Linked DNA regions of Danio rerio: region 2 is linked to region 1. The links are chromatin contacts, called in public HiCAR-type maps. All regions are on one chromosome and are shown on one strand. Each heading gives the region's core, a stretch centred on a gene start, on an enhancer-like site or on the middle of the called end of the contact. The rest is flanking DNA. Distances are from core to core; before and after follow the strand shown.

Region 1 (7,139 bases), core at 2,915-5,414:
TAAAACAAACAACATACACAGGTCTGGAAATCATTAATTAAATTGTTCAATTCAGAAGACACTTTAAGGAAAAAAAAAAGAGTTATACATTTTTTTTAATTAGCTTGACAGATTTTGACAAGTTCAACATTTTCATATGAATCAGATAATGAAATGAGGACTATTCTTTTTATATGGTCTGACTATTCAGCATTTACAAGTTTAGTTAATTTTGACAGACGTGACATACGCAAATGCTAATGTTATAAAACAGCAGAGAGTTGTATGGAAGCAATTTATGCATGTCCAAAAGCATTTGCAATTTGTTGGAAGGAATGATAAACTGCTACTATGATGTGCACAAATGACTAATTGTTTTGAGAAATGCATTAACTGTTGTGCAAATGTAAATAGTGTTGTGAGAAATGCACCAAAGCCACTCAGAAAAACTGTAAAATACCCAATACTTCATGGTGAGTTCCAGTCAGTCACAAATTACATGTACATGCTGATCACATGATATCACCATGACACAACAAGAGCAATTCAAGGTTTTGTCATTTATGGGAAAAAAAAAAAAAAAAAAAAAAAATATATATATATATATATATATTATAGTATTTTAAAACTATATATATATATATAAAGTTTTAAAATACTATAATTTGCTCTACAAATAGCTGACAAAATTAACCAGAAGTAACAATGACCAAAAATTAACAATAAGTTAACAAAAGCAGAACTTGCCAACATCCTGACATTGTGTCAATTATGGTGGAAAAACAATTACAGCAATTCAAGTACCTGAAAAAGTAAAGAGAAAAGCTGGTCTCATTAAAATCTGTTTCATTCTCTTTAAAGCAGGACTTGCCACCTTTTTGCTATTGTGTCAATTATGGCAAAAAAAAAAAAAAAACATTAAATATAACAAAGTGTTGTTGTTTGTTTTGAAGAAAGCTGACAAAATGCAAAAGTAATTACACTTACTCACTATCCTTTAATCCCTTATCTATATTTGTGTATGCATATGACTTCGAGTGGCGATTAAGACATTATTTACGAAACGAAATTACAAAAAAAAAAAAGACTTAAATTCAGTTTTAGTGTGTATTTAACAAAGTTAATTTGTTAATCAATGCTGGAGTCCACAATAAAAGTCATGATGAATGAGTGAAGGATATTCATGAAGAATATTTAGATATTCACACCAGATATCATTCATTCATTTTCTTGTCGGCTTAGTCCCTTTATTAATCCAGGGTCGCCACAGCGGAATGAACCGCCAACTTATCCAGCAAGTTTTTACGCAGCGGATGCCCTTCCAGCTGCAACCCATCTGTGGGAAAACACCAGATTTCATTCTGTCCAAACAACAAACAAGAACACATCAATGGATTAAAGCTTTTTTTTTTTTTATCTCTTAACTGTTGGCAGTAGACCAGTGGCTCTCAAACTTTTTTTTATCAAGTACCACCTCAGAAAAAAATTGTCTCTCCAAGTACCACTAAAATGAGCAGTATTAAAATACAGTAGCGTAGTATACCCAGTAAAGCAACTCTGCAAAGTTAAAAAACGTGGCAGATTACCTCAGAAATATAGGCTATATGTCATATATGGCATATTATTTACATAATTTTTGATAAATTTTGAAATATATGTAGCATATACGTACATATTTCATTTCTCCGCGTACCATTAGTGGTACATGTACCACAGTTTAAGAACCACTGCAGTAGACAAAAGTGAATTCGTCAGACTCTTGCAAGAAATTATCAGGTTCCAACAAAGCCTGATTGGCTGGTTTAGATTTGTCAACTCACAAATTATCTCCAAATAACTCATATGACCTTCTAGGTATATTAAAATGCAAACTGTCTGCCTTCATGAGTAAACCGTTGTTTACTAAGATAATTTTATCTCTACAAAATCTGTGAAAACATATAAATCAGTGGTCTGGATTATGATTATGATTGTTTTATATAACAGACTTACTATTTTTAATATTTAACAACTCCAATACATTGCTGCTGAAAGACTTAATGATTTGAGCCTTTGGGGTTATTTATGGTCTGCTGACACCATTTAAACAACCTTTTACACTTTTAACTTGTCTTCAGAGTTTTGGTAGATTATAAGAGTGAGGTGAAGAATTTCAGCTTATTAACTATGACTTCATTCAAGCAAACCTTTAAACGTCTCTTTACAGTTTAACATGTTACTTCCAATACTCAAAGCACCATGGTGTGCTGCTGGACAAGGTTGGATTTATCAGATCTATTAGTCTATTGCGCCATCTGTTGGAGTAACATGCACTGCATAATGAGGTTTGTGATCATAGGACAAATCAAAGTAGGGAACATCAGGGGTCAGCACCATGAAGCTGAATTGGCTGGCTAGCTAGTTAATTTTCAGTTTAATTTGCACAGGGTTATTGGTAGAATGAAGGCAGCTTGACTTTAATTACTTCTTTTTTTTTGCCATATTATTATGGAGCAGCCGAGCTAAGTTAAATTTATGGTACCTAAAACCATTTTTAACTTCCACTGTTAAACATATATAACTTACATCCAAGCAGCATAAAATAAACCACAGTACATAATAATAATAATAATATTAATAATAATAATAATAGCATAAATAAAACCTTAAATCTTACTAATATAAATGAAAATAAATTTAGGGTGGTCAATCGATATGAGCTGACAAAAGTTTAGAAAGCTTTACAACACTTTTTGTTTACATCTGTTTTATAGATTTTTATAAAATGTAAAAAAAAATAATTAAATGCTTTGACACGAGGAGAAGCTTTATCAAATCTACATTTGTGAATAGAAAATTTTGCTACAATCAACATATAATTGCACAAAAATTTAATTTCTTTGTTTTTCATAAAAATATCAAATTTCACAATGTGATAGCCAAAAACAGGTATTACATTTTTTTTGTTATCGACCCCCTATATAATCTGTCCCAAAAGGATTTTAAAATAGTACAACTGTATATATATATATATATATATATATATATATATATATATATATACACATACATACATACATACATACATACATACATATATATATATATATATATATATATATATATATATATATATATATATATATATATATATATATATATATATATATATATACACACACACACACACACACACACACACACTTTCAAGCGGAAAATGCAAGCATTACTGTCTAGAATTCTAGAAAACTCATTACATGGATAAATGCCATTAATTGTTTTGAAGTGTTCTTCTTTCATTTTAGGTAACAAGGGAAGTGACAGGTATCTATTTCTTACTTCAATAGTGTCCGCCTTAGAAAATCTCTTTTCTTTTTACAGGAATAGGGAAATATTCTATTATAATATTCTATAATTGTAAGTAGAACTGAAACTTAACTAGCTAGCCAGCTAATCTGGCTTCATGGTACAGGCCCCTGTTTGGCCTAAAGAAAGATATGGGTGGTGACAGAAAAGGTGTGACTAGTCTAAAATAAAAATTTCGTTTAAGTCATATAAAGCATTCAAAGTAGACCATTAGGATATTTTTTCTATTTGACATGCCTGTTTACTGCATTTATTTATCATTCGTTGTTGTTGTTTAAGTGTCTCTATTGCATAAATAAATGTATTAACTTATTTTGAACTATGTCACAGTTTTGTTGTCGCAGACTCGCAGGAGGAGCTAAATATTTCAACAGGAAGCGTTAATGAATTCATATCTTTTATTTTTCTTTCTCTTTTCGAAGTTATCTTTCAGTTAACAACGTTAATTGTTGATCTTTTGTTAATTGTATACATGTCAACACTACTTTATGTGCTTTAAAAAAATAAAAAAAAGGAGGTAATGAAATTCATGGGCAAATATGCACCCCTGAGGCAAAGCAAATGTGGTACATCCCGTAATGGTTGAATCTCCTAAGGGGTGAACATGAAAATAAACCTTGAAATGAGCTTAATATTTGTTATTCCTTTACCCTTAACGTATACATTTAATAAACCGAATTAGACCCAGATACACTCACAACACTCTCACTGATTTATTTTAAAACGAAACACAAACGCACAACTTCTTTGACACCGTCCATCCCCGTGCTTTAAATGAATGGTAGCGTCCGACTCACCCGCGTTTCCGCGCGAAAAGGCGGCCCGCGCGTATTTCTCAGCTGCTAGCGACAATTCATAAAGCCCGTTGAGCCTCTCCAGCGCGCGCTGCAGTTGGCACTGTCACATATTAATACCCGCTTTTATCTGTTGTTGTTTTAAATCGTGTTTTTAAGTAGTCAATTCCTTTGATCAAAATCGAACTTGAAATGCCTACCAAGACCTCATTGTCTCTGCCAGAGGATGTCAAAGAACGGTATGGTGCTGTATTTGCTTTTAATGCCACTGTGATGGTCGTTTGCTCATTCGCGGGCTTTACACGCTTCGCGCTGCAGACTGATCACGTCACAAAACGGCAGTTCGGTTGTTTATGTGTGCCATTTTTAAGCGAAAAGAGATGCTGTGTTTTTATTATTGTTAGCATTTAGCCAGGCTACGAACGTTCTGCCCGCCACCAGCTCGCGTTTCGTGGGTAAAACAGGCGATTGTTTTGATGCGAACAGCCTCGCAGGTGTCAGTATGACTGCATTTGGCGCCAAATACACATGTGTCCTAGTGAAGCCCTGCCCGCCTCCTGTCTCCCTCTGCTCAATCACTGCACGAGTCATTACAGTTATACCCACGAAATACTAATGAATTCTGTGTACTTTCTTAAAGACACGATTATCTGAAGTGGTTTTCGTGAATCTGGTCTGTCCATGCGTGTTTGTTTACTCGCGTTGTCCAACAATGTGTTGAGATGAATGCGTCCAGTTCAATAAATTTTGGATTTATCAACGTTTATTAAATGTTATTTATACTTGAAGTGGTGATTGTGCAATGCTAATTGGATGTTTGTTTATTTTTCTAGGCTTCAGGTGTTGGATGAAGGTGGAGACAGTTTGTCAGATGAGGTAAACATTTACGTTACTGCGTATGAGTTCAAATGAAATTAGGTGGTTACTTATTGCATGTCCACACTAACACAAAATAACACAATCCCTTTCATTCAGAATGTACAGTTTAACCGTGTAGTTGTTGTGCATCTGGCAAAAGGCTTTCTTAAACTGTTGGCCTTTTAAACTGTATAAACAGTTTTGTAAAGAGGCTTTTGATATACAGTTTACAACATGAATCATTAATAAGAGTTTCAGTTTGTATACTTGTGCTCTTTTTCAAGGCTATTTTGTTCAAGTAGTAAGACTAATGCCTTCACTGAAAGTTCTGAGAGTGCTTTTTTTTTTTTAATTGCCTCACCAAGATTTTTTTTTTTATTGCATTTCTTATCTCCCAATGTCGCTAGTAGACAAACACAGTCCTATCTTTCAACACATCCCATAATTTCGAAAACATCAACCTCTACCAAATGGTTAATGTCAGTTTATGGTAAAACTATCGGAATAATTACATGAAATACTATTTAAAAAAAATAATTAGAAAACATGGTGCAAGACCATTTTATTTAAAAACAGTCAAAATAAAACTTTGAATACTAAATTACTTTTTAGAAGGATGCCATAAACTATTTCAGATTCTCATTTAATGTGTTTTTAGTTGTTGTTGTTGTTGTTGTTGTTTTTTTTTTCTACAATAAAATAGTGTATTATTGCAACAGGATTGATTATTTTGTTTTGTAAACCAGCAATGCTGTGCGTAAACCATTATTTTATTATTTAAAACAATTCTTTAAATAACTTTAACAGTCATTATTTAAAACAAATATGTCAAAATATGGTCAACCATTTGGTAAAGCAGGCAGTTAAAGAGTTAACAAGAGGAAATATTCACTTTGAAGACATAAAATGCATAATAAAATGGTGCCATTTGTACGTCACACATTTTACTAGCACCTTAGTTAAGGATGCAAGTAGGCCATTTTGTTACCCAAAATGTGACATGTGAAAACTGCAGCTCTCTCATTGGCTGGAGAGAATCATCAGTACTTGCGTCATTGGATTTGCTGTGTGAAATAACAAACCAGTTGAATCAGCAACAGCCACTGCCAGATTATTTCAATGAACCGTTACGCAACTTAAAATCGCTATATCATGATCAGCAGACTTTTAACGTGAAAACGCCTTTTAGTAACCTATGAAAACTCACCACATCCTGAATAACTTACCCCGTTTGTCATATTTACAGGAAAGCCTAAATGCTTTCATACATGTAGATTAATCCTAAAGTTTTAACGATTGCTGAAGGAAACGCCTTTTGCCTCATTCAAATCAAGGAAAAATTAATCATGCGTGTTGTGAACTGTACATCGGAGTGTTTGATCTACCCAGGTGAGATCACATGCGAGAGGTGAGAAAGAAAAACTTAAGACCCTTAAAGTAATAGTTAACCCAAAAAAAGTATCAACACATGACTTGCTCCCCCTCACACCATCCTCAGTGTACAGATTTTTGGATAAAAACCTTTCAAATTTGTACCAAAACTGTTGTCCTGATAACCACTCTTGTCTTGGGACAATTTCTTATTTTTTTAACAACTTCAAGTGTTGGTGACAATGCACATTATGCATGACTGTCAGAGTCGTATGCAGAATGTATGGCTTAAGGAGTGAGTAAATGATGGAGTGATTTACATTTTTTGGGTGAAATATTTCTTTAACATATTTGTTGGTTTGCATGAGCCCAAAATACATTTGAAGTAGGGTCCAGAAGGAATTAAACACTCCTATAAACTAATAGAGGTGTTGCAACTGTCCATAACCCACTCTCTCTGAAGAAGTGCTCGGGTTTTTCCACGGGTCAGGGAGTAGTGTTGTTATGCTCTGAAACCATGTGCCTCTATTGGAAATTGTGCATGTAAAAGATGGCATATGTGAATGGCCCTTAGTTAAAATCCTCCTCAGCCATGGTGAAAATTAGCCTTTGATCCAGTATGCGTGCGTTTTGTGTACAAGCTTGAACTTTAAACTAGCGCACTGTTAGTATAATTTTTAGTTGCAGCAGTTTTGTTCCATGGAGAAACTCTGTGTTGAGAAGCATTTACGATTAATTAACAGTGACGAATTAAACCGCGGTTGATAGTGAAATCGGTTATCATTGCATCCC
Region 2 (6,816 bases), core at 675-3,174, 120 kb before region 1:
AATAATAAACGGCAAAAAACGGTCAAACTACTTGCTCTACAAACAAATGTTTGCATGACTACACAGACCAAGTAGAATAATATACCAAGGAAATATCAGTTTGCAACATCAAACAGCGAAACGAGCAGTTTTTAATGTCTAAAAATAAATGGAACTGAATGAGACCGGAAGTCTCGTGCCAAAAAGATTCAAATGGCTGCGCCCGCTCGTCTGCGGTGAATAAGGTGAATAGTGTCCACGTTAATATACTGGGGAGTTAGAACTGGGGAGTGAGCACCCCCTGCTGGCCTCACTAACACCACTTCCGGCAGCACCCCAGCTTTCCCGAGAGGGGTCTGGCTGCAGACTCGGTGCAGTGCAATCTGAGCTGCATCCAATGCTTTTTAATGCGCTTACCTAACTTCATCCCTAACCCTACCCGTCACAGTGACGTCACTCATTACATTGAGTGCATTGTGTCTGACATTGCATCACCGAGTGATGAGTGATCATGAAGGCTGCATCCAGACTATTGGCTTTCCCATGTGGTCTTCCATTCAAGTACACAGCCCTGCTTAGCTTCAGTGGGCAACCATGTGAGAGTTGCAGAGAGCTAGCTGCCGTACAATAATGTCCAATGGGTGTTGGATATGCACATTTATCTTCATACCGTATAGACCCTCCTAAAACTGCACATGCAGAAAGAGAATAATGGATAAAGAGCAAAACACACATGCAAACTATTTACTTAGTCACATTGCATGCATGAGTCCTTTTCTTGGCAGAATCAGTAGAAGTCATTTTGCAAAGGATTGAAAACACCCCCAGCTCAAAGTTATATTAAACACTCCCTTGAGCAGTATTTTACTTTTAAGCACCCAAAAAGTTTTTTTTTAATTAAAAGTTGTTGAAAAATTGATGATCAAATTGCAAAGATTCCATGCCATGTTCCAATGCAAGAAACCAGTCCAGAAACAGTCTAAACCAAGAAAAGAGTCATGCCAAAATGCTGCATAAAACCAATCAGACATGCATGTTTCAGAGGCGAGAATTGAATTGATGTTTAAAGAGTTTCACTTTAAGGAAATTGTGATAATTCTTTTAACACATATCAATAAGAAACAGCTCAGCTGGATGCACTGAACCACAGATGCTTTAGTAGACACCTGTCCTTCATTTGACAAGGCATCGTATGTTTTGATGATAACCCACAGACAGGTTTCAATCTGCCTTTCCGCTGACGTTGCAAAAACCGTACACGCAAATATACACATTCACACTTCCCCAGAAGGGAAAGTCTCGTCAAAGCCACTCCTACTATGCTTGAAACAAAAAAAGGCCTGCCAGAAAACACACCAATTGAATAACAGAAAGCATGAAAAAAAGAAAGAAATCCGAGCCTGCCAGGACTGGTCTGTGCTCAAACACAGAGGAAACAATGAAAAGACTTAATCTCCCAGATTGTTGGCATTAAAACATAAGATTATACCTCAAAACCTCAATATGTTTTAGACATCATGTGTAGCTTATTCTTAGAAAACATACACCACTTGAAGTGAACATACATTTACGGCATACCAAACCGCAACTCTACCACACGCAGTATGAAAAAGAATGAAAACGCACACAAGTGGGCTGCAGACCAAAAACCAATGAAAGCATTCAGAATGAGTGGCATGCTTGATCGACAGAAAGATTTTTGTTTTGTTTTGAGGAAAACACTGCATAAAAGACCTTGTGGTAAGAAGACACGGGGGGAAAACCCACTATCTGCGTAACTGCAATTCGTATGTGGGGGTCTTTGTGTTTTGGAGGACTTTCCATGTTAGTTTCTTCCATGCTGCGATTCAGTCTATTGCGAAATGAGCCATTCACATAAAAAGTGGTGCAATAACTGGCTGAACATGCAGAGATAACCCATAAACTCCACAATGAGATCATTCAGCTCGTATCGTCCAACAGTGAACAATCAAGAATCATGATGAACTGTGCTGCCCTGTGCTCAGGGCGTCTGGTGCGGCAAATTTGTGAAATGTATTAAACTTAAGATTGCAGCGCAACTCATTACTCTGCAGCTGCTGAAGAAAGTCCCTCTCACAAGGCCTCCTCCACAAGCCCATGATCTGACCAGGAAAGTAACAGCAGCAGCACTGGGCCAAGGACAAACGCAGTAATGCACATTATGGAATAGTGATAAAAACTGAAACTGAACTTTAGTAGCGTGGGGGTGGGGGACGGAAAAACAGGAGAGCGAGATGAAGGAGACGAAAGAGATGTGGGGGGTGGAGAAAAAAAAAGAGATGGAAAAAGAAATGATTGAAGGAGAAAAACATGAACTAGAGAAATGAATCATTAGAGGAGAAAGGAGAAATTGAGGAAAAAAACATGGTGCTTGAATGACTAGAGATGGGAAGTTTGATAAGATGACTAACAGAGATTGATTGTTCTCTACAGGAACGTTGTGTACCTCTAGTTTTTGAAGGGGCTTCAGTGGTGGCGTCCTTGACATGTAGTGTTGTGTATGAGATAAGACATGACTAAAAAAAGAAAAGATTATAGCAACTTCTGCTCCAGCAACATATACTCACTCTTGACTCACCAAATATTGATGCATGGTCAGGACCTCTTCTTGTCACTCATTGGTAAGTGACATTTTAGGTAATGTTTTTGTCATTATGAGGAAGTAACCCAGCTCCTAGCACTTAACTTAGCCATTTGTGAATATAAAAACTGTGCACTACCTGGCAAAAGTCTTGTCACCTATCCAAGTTTTAGAAACACCAAAAATAACTTGACTTCTTGTTGATAATTTGGTATCAGAAGTGGCTTATATGAAAGGCAAAGGCCTCTAGATTACGCTTATTTTACCAAAATAAAATATGATCATGCCTTGATTTTTAATTATTTAATTAGGACAGTAAGGTCTGACTTTGCTTAGACAAAAGATTTGTCACTTAACAGAAATAATGTACAGTAAAGAATATAAAGTCATGCTGCAGTGGAGAAAGAGTTAATATTGTGAATGACTCCCATGAGCTTAGAGGACTGCGTCCATACATCTCTGCAATGACTCAAATAACTTATTAATAAAGTCATCTGGAATGGCAAAGAAAGCGTTCTTGCAGGACTCCCAGAGTTCATCAAGATCCTTTCATTCATCTTCAATGCCTCCTCCTTCATCTTACCCCAGACATGCTCAACAATGTTCATGTCTGGTGACTGGGCTGGCCAATCCTGGAGCACCTTGATCTTCTTTGCTTTCAGGAACTTTGATGTGGAGGCTGAAGAAGGAGCGCTATCCTGCTGAAGAATTTGCCCTCTCCTGGGGTTTGTAATGTAATGGGCAGCACAAATGTCTTGATACCTCAGGCTGTTGATGTCACCATCCACTCAGCAAATTTCTCCATACTGAATGTAACCCCATACCATGATTTATCATTCACCAAACTTGACAGATTTCTGTGAGAATCTTGAGTCTATGCGGGTTCCAACAGGTCTTCTGCAGTATTTGTGATGATTGGGATGCAGTTCAACCAATGATTCATCAGAAAAAATCCACCTTCTACAACTTTTTTTTTTTTTTTTTTTAAATGATCTAGACCTAGAAGTCAAGTTATTATTTGTTGCTCTTCCAATTGGGATTGACGACAAGACTTGTGTCAGGTAATGTACATAGCAAGCAGATAAAACTACAGTCTTGTGTCGCTTATTCAAAATATGACTAATCCAAATCTTCCAATGCAGCGTAAGTTATTTATATGAGGAGTTGACATAATTTGCCAACAACTAGATGTTGTCTCTCACAAAATAAAACATTTTTATCAAAAAGCATCCTATATGCCATCAAATGCCATCCATCTGTGTCTCATGACTGATACCTTTATGCCTTGTGGCCTGCTGCTTATTTCTGTTGTTCAGAAGTAGACAGGCAAGCAATTAGGTGCTCCAAAGCATTTCCAAAACCTGATGGTAATGAAATGTTTATACAATTATTTGTATTTTTTTTTGGGGGGGGGGAATTAGATTTTTATTAGTTTTTTTTCTTGAAATAACATACAATACCATACAACTATATAAAATATATAAAGGTTCTTCACAAATTACACATTTGTTTATCAATTTAGAAAATAAATAAATAATTCAACAACCAGTAACAAAGGTATAAAAATACTAAAAATAATAGTACAGAGCATAACAGGATAACATTTCAATTGAACATTCACATTTCAAGTGAGGAAATGAAAATCTCCCACATATCTATTTCCTTGTAATCACCATTCATTTATCCAAAATTTTCTCATATGATACGTTCTGAATTATGGATTCCATCCATAACTTAAGTGTAAGGCCTTGAATATCCTTTTAAAACCTCAGTATTATTCGTGCTGCTGTAGTAATGCCTAAAATTATAAGGGTGAACTCATCATTTGTAACATGTGGAACCTCAGTTTTGTCACCTAAAAGGCATATCCAAAAAAAAAAAAATTCAAGGATGATTCCTTGGATTTACTCATTTTTTTATGTTAAGTGGTTGTAAACAATTTATTTGTGTTGAATTTAAACAAACAAATTAAGTTGAACATTATTAAATTGAATTTGTTTGTTTAAATTCAACACAAATAAGTAGTTTGCAACAGTTCAGCATGTAACACTTTTTACTGTGAGGGACATTAAATGCTATCTACCTAATTGTATTAACACAGATTCCCAAAAGGGTTGAATCTTTGTACATTGAAATTATGTACCAATCTCCTGTTTCCATTTCCAGCATTTATTATCATCTAAGCATCCCATTCTAAAAAGTCATACTGGAGTGTAATAGTACCTATGAAGTATCTTATACTGTGTAAATTTACCTCTTGCTTCTTTTATATATTTTCCACAATGAGAAAGAAATCTATCCCGGAGATCTATTTCTATATCACTGCTAGTATCTTTTTGCCAAATCAGTCTTAAACCTTCACAGTTTTTATCATTAATCTTTGAACAAAATTTGTAAAACGTAGATACTTTTTAAAGCTGTTTTGGGAAATTGAAAAATGTTTCCAACATATTCCTATCCTGTACCTTGGGGGCCTTTTTTTCAAAACAGTGTCTGATTTGTAAGTATTTCCAAAATTTCTTTTTTCAAATCATCATAAGATATTAGTTTAACATTATTAAATAAATCATTTAAAGTACGTATACCACTTCTAAGCCAATGATGCCAAAATAAGGGCTTTTTTCCAATTTTAATAAGGTTATTATTCCATATTGAGGAGTAGTATTGAGATAAGTGAGAGATTTGCTTCGCTGAGGCCATCTTCCAGCCTCCACCACGGCGACTGAAGCTCTGCACAAGACTTTTGGCCAGCGGAGAAATTAAAATGGTCGCGCCCAACTGAGTCTGGTTCTCCCAAGGTTTTTTTTCTTCACTCCCATCAGGTGAAGTTTTTTTCCCTCTCCGCTGTCGTCACTGCCTCGCATGGTTCAGGATTGGTAGAGCTGCGCATCGATGAATTTGCTCTTCAGTGTTTGAACTCTCAGTAATAATTAAATCACACTGAACTGAGCTAAACTGAACTGAACTTAACAATAAAACCTGAACCACACTGTTCCAGTTACTTTGACCATTTATGTGAAGCTGCTTTGACACAATCTACATTGTAAAAGCGCTATACAAATAAAGCTGAATTGAATTGAATTGAATTGCCACCTCTTATGAGCCACTTTCCAGATTTCCTCAGCACAATTATTTGTATTTTTAAATAGATGCAAACCGCTTAATGATATGCACATGATGCAAATTACCTAACATATTGGTTGACCCCACTTATCATAAAACTGTGTAAACTTCTCAATCTATGACCTGAGCAAGACAATAAATCACAGATCTCAGAGGACTTTTTGTGCAACTGGTTGCTGAGGGGTCAGGAGGACGAGTGTCCCTAAAAGGTGGAACACCATGGTGCTCTACTGTGTGGGAAACGAGAATGGGAATACTTTCAGGTCTGTTTGGGATAATTGGCTGCGTCCCTCAGCTGGAGAGCAAGATGACTGTATGTGCAAAAAGAGTGGAGTTTGCTGGGCCTTGGTGCTGGGGTAAGTCTGGTTCCCATTAGACTAGAGGCCCGGAGGTCGGTTTGTTTGCACAGGCAGAATGTCCCATAGGAGAGAGGGGGCAGGACACAGCGGCTCCGCCCAACTGGGCTGCGTAACAGAGAATATCAGCTGAAAACTCTCATGCTTTTTCTCTCCCTGCACCTATCCACCCCCTCTCCTGTTAAGAACAAAAAAGATCTAATAGACAACTCCAAAACTGTTTATGTTCTGTTCTCTGGTTATGTGCATAAGTTCATCCATGTGTTATCGAGTGCACATGCTTTGATGGATGTGTCATTCACCGTTGAACCTTGCCCATTACTAATCGCCTTTCGGAGTTAAATGTGCATGTGAGGACAAGTTATGGTTTGCAAGGGTTTGGCTCCTGCTGTGTGTCAGTTAAAGGTTTTTCTGTTATCCCTGTGGAAACAAGCACACCTTACGTAGGCCTGAATCTGAATCACGCGAACACCCTCCATTAAACTCATCCACATCCTGTCTGGAAGTCCAGACTCATCTAGTCCGCTGTCCCACAGTCATCCTTTGTGTCTGGAGCTGCTGTCATCACATTTTTGTCCCATCAGTGAGGCATACCAGAGCTGGTTAAGGAGACCGGGAGCTGATTACAGGCAGTAAAGTGGTAACAGCACCCACAGCCATGGTTCGACGCTAATGGCTAAAAGAATACTGTCTATTTTTGAAGTGGTTTGACATTGACACCTCTGTGGCAGTTTAGCTAGGGCTATAAAAAGCTTT

What was found. HiCAR-type assays count read pairs that join an accessible place to other places.
Region 2: a HiCAR-type map of caudal fin shows a contact between it and region 1, with 7 times the contacts expected there. The contact joins the enhancer-like site here to the promoter of dnmt1 in region 1. A contact is called at or near these places in 13 of 18 Hi-C or Micro-C datasets (caudal fin, embryo, fibroblasts and 4 more) and 3 of 4 datasets of contacts at active chromatin or transcription factors (caudal fin, embryo and gastrula embryo).

What each region holds. Positions count from the first base shown.
Region 1 is chr3:57,150,408-57,157,546 of GRCz12tu, reverse strand. It overlaps dnmt1 (DNA (cytosine-5-)-methyltransferase 1), which reads left to right and starts at 4,164. Exons shown (of 34, transcript NM_131189.2): 1 at 4,164-4,357; 2 at 4,952-4,994. The coding sequence starts at 4,311.
Region 2 is chr3:57,264,234-57,271,049 of GRCz12tu, reverse strand. LOC141381302 (a long non-coding RNA gene) reads left to right here. Exons shown (of 2, transcript XR_012401251.1): 2 at 1-146. Among named protein-coding and RNA genes, the nearest start is that of icam3, 23 kb to the left of the region's middle. Within about 2 kb of position 1,924, at least 12 of the 62 cell types and tissues checked have an H3K27ac peak or open chromatin away from gene starts, as enhancers often do. A contact at or near this core is called in caudal fin and skeletal muscle, where this site is marked.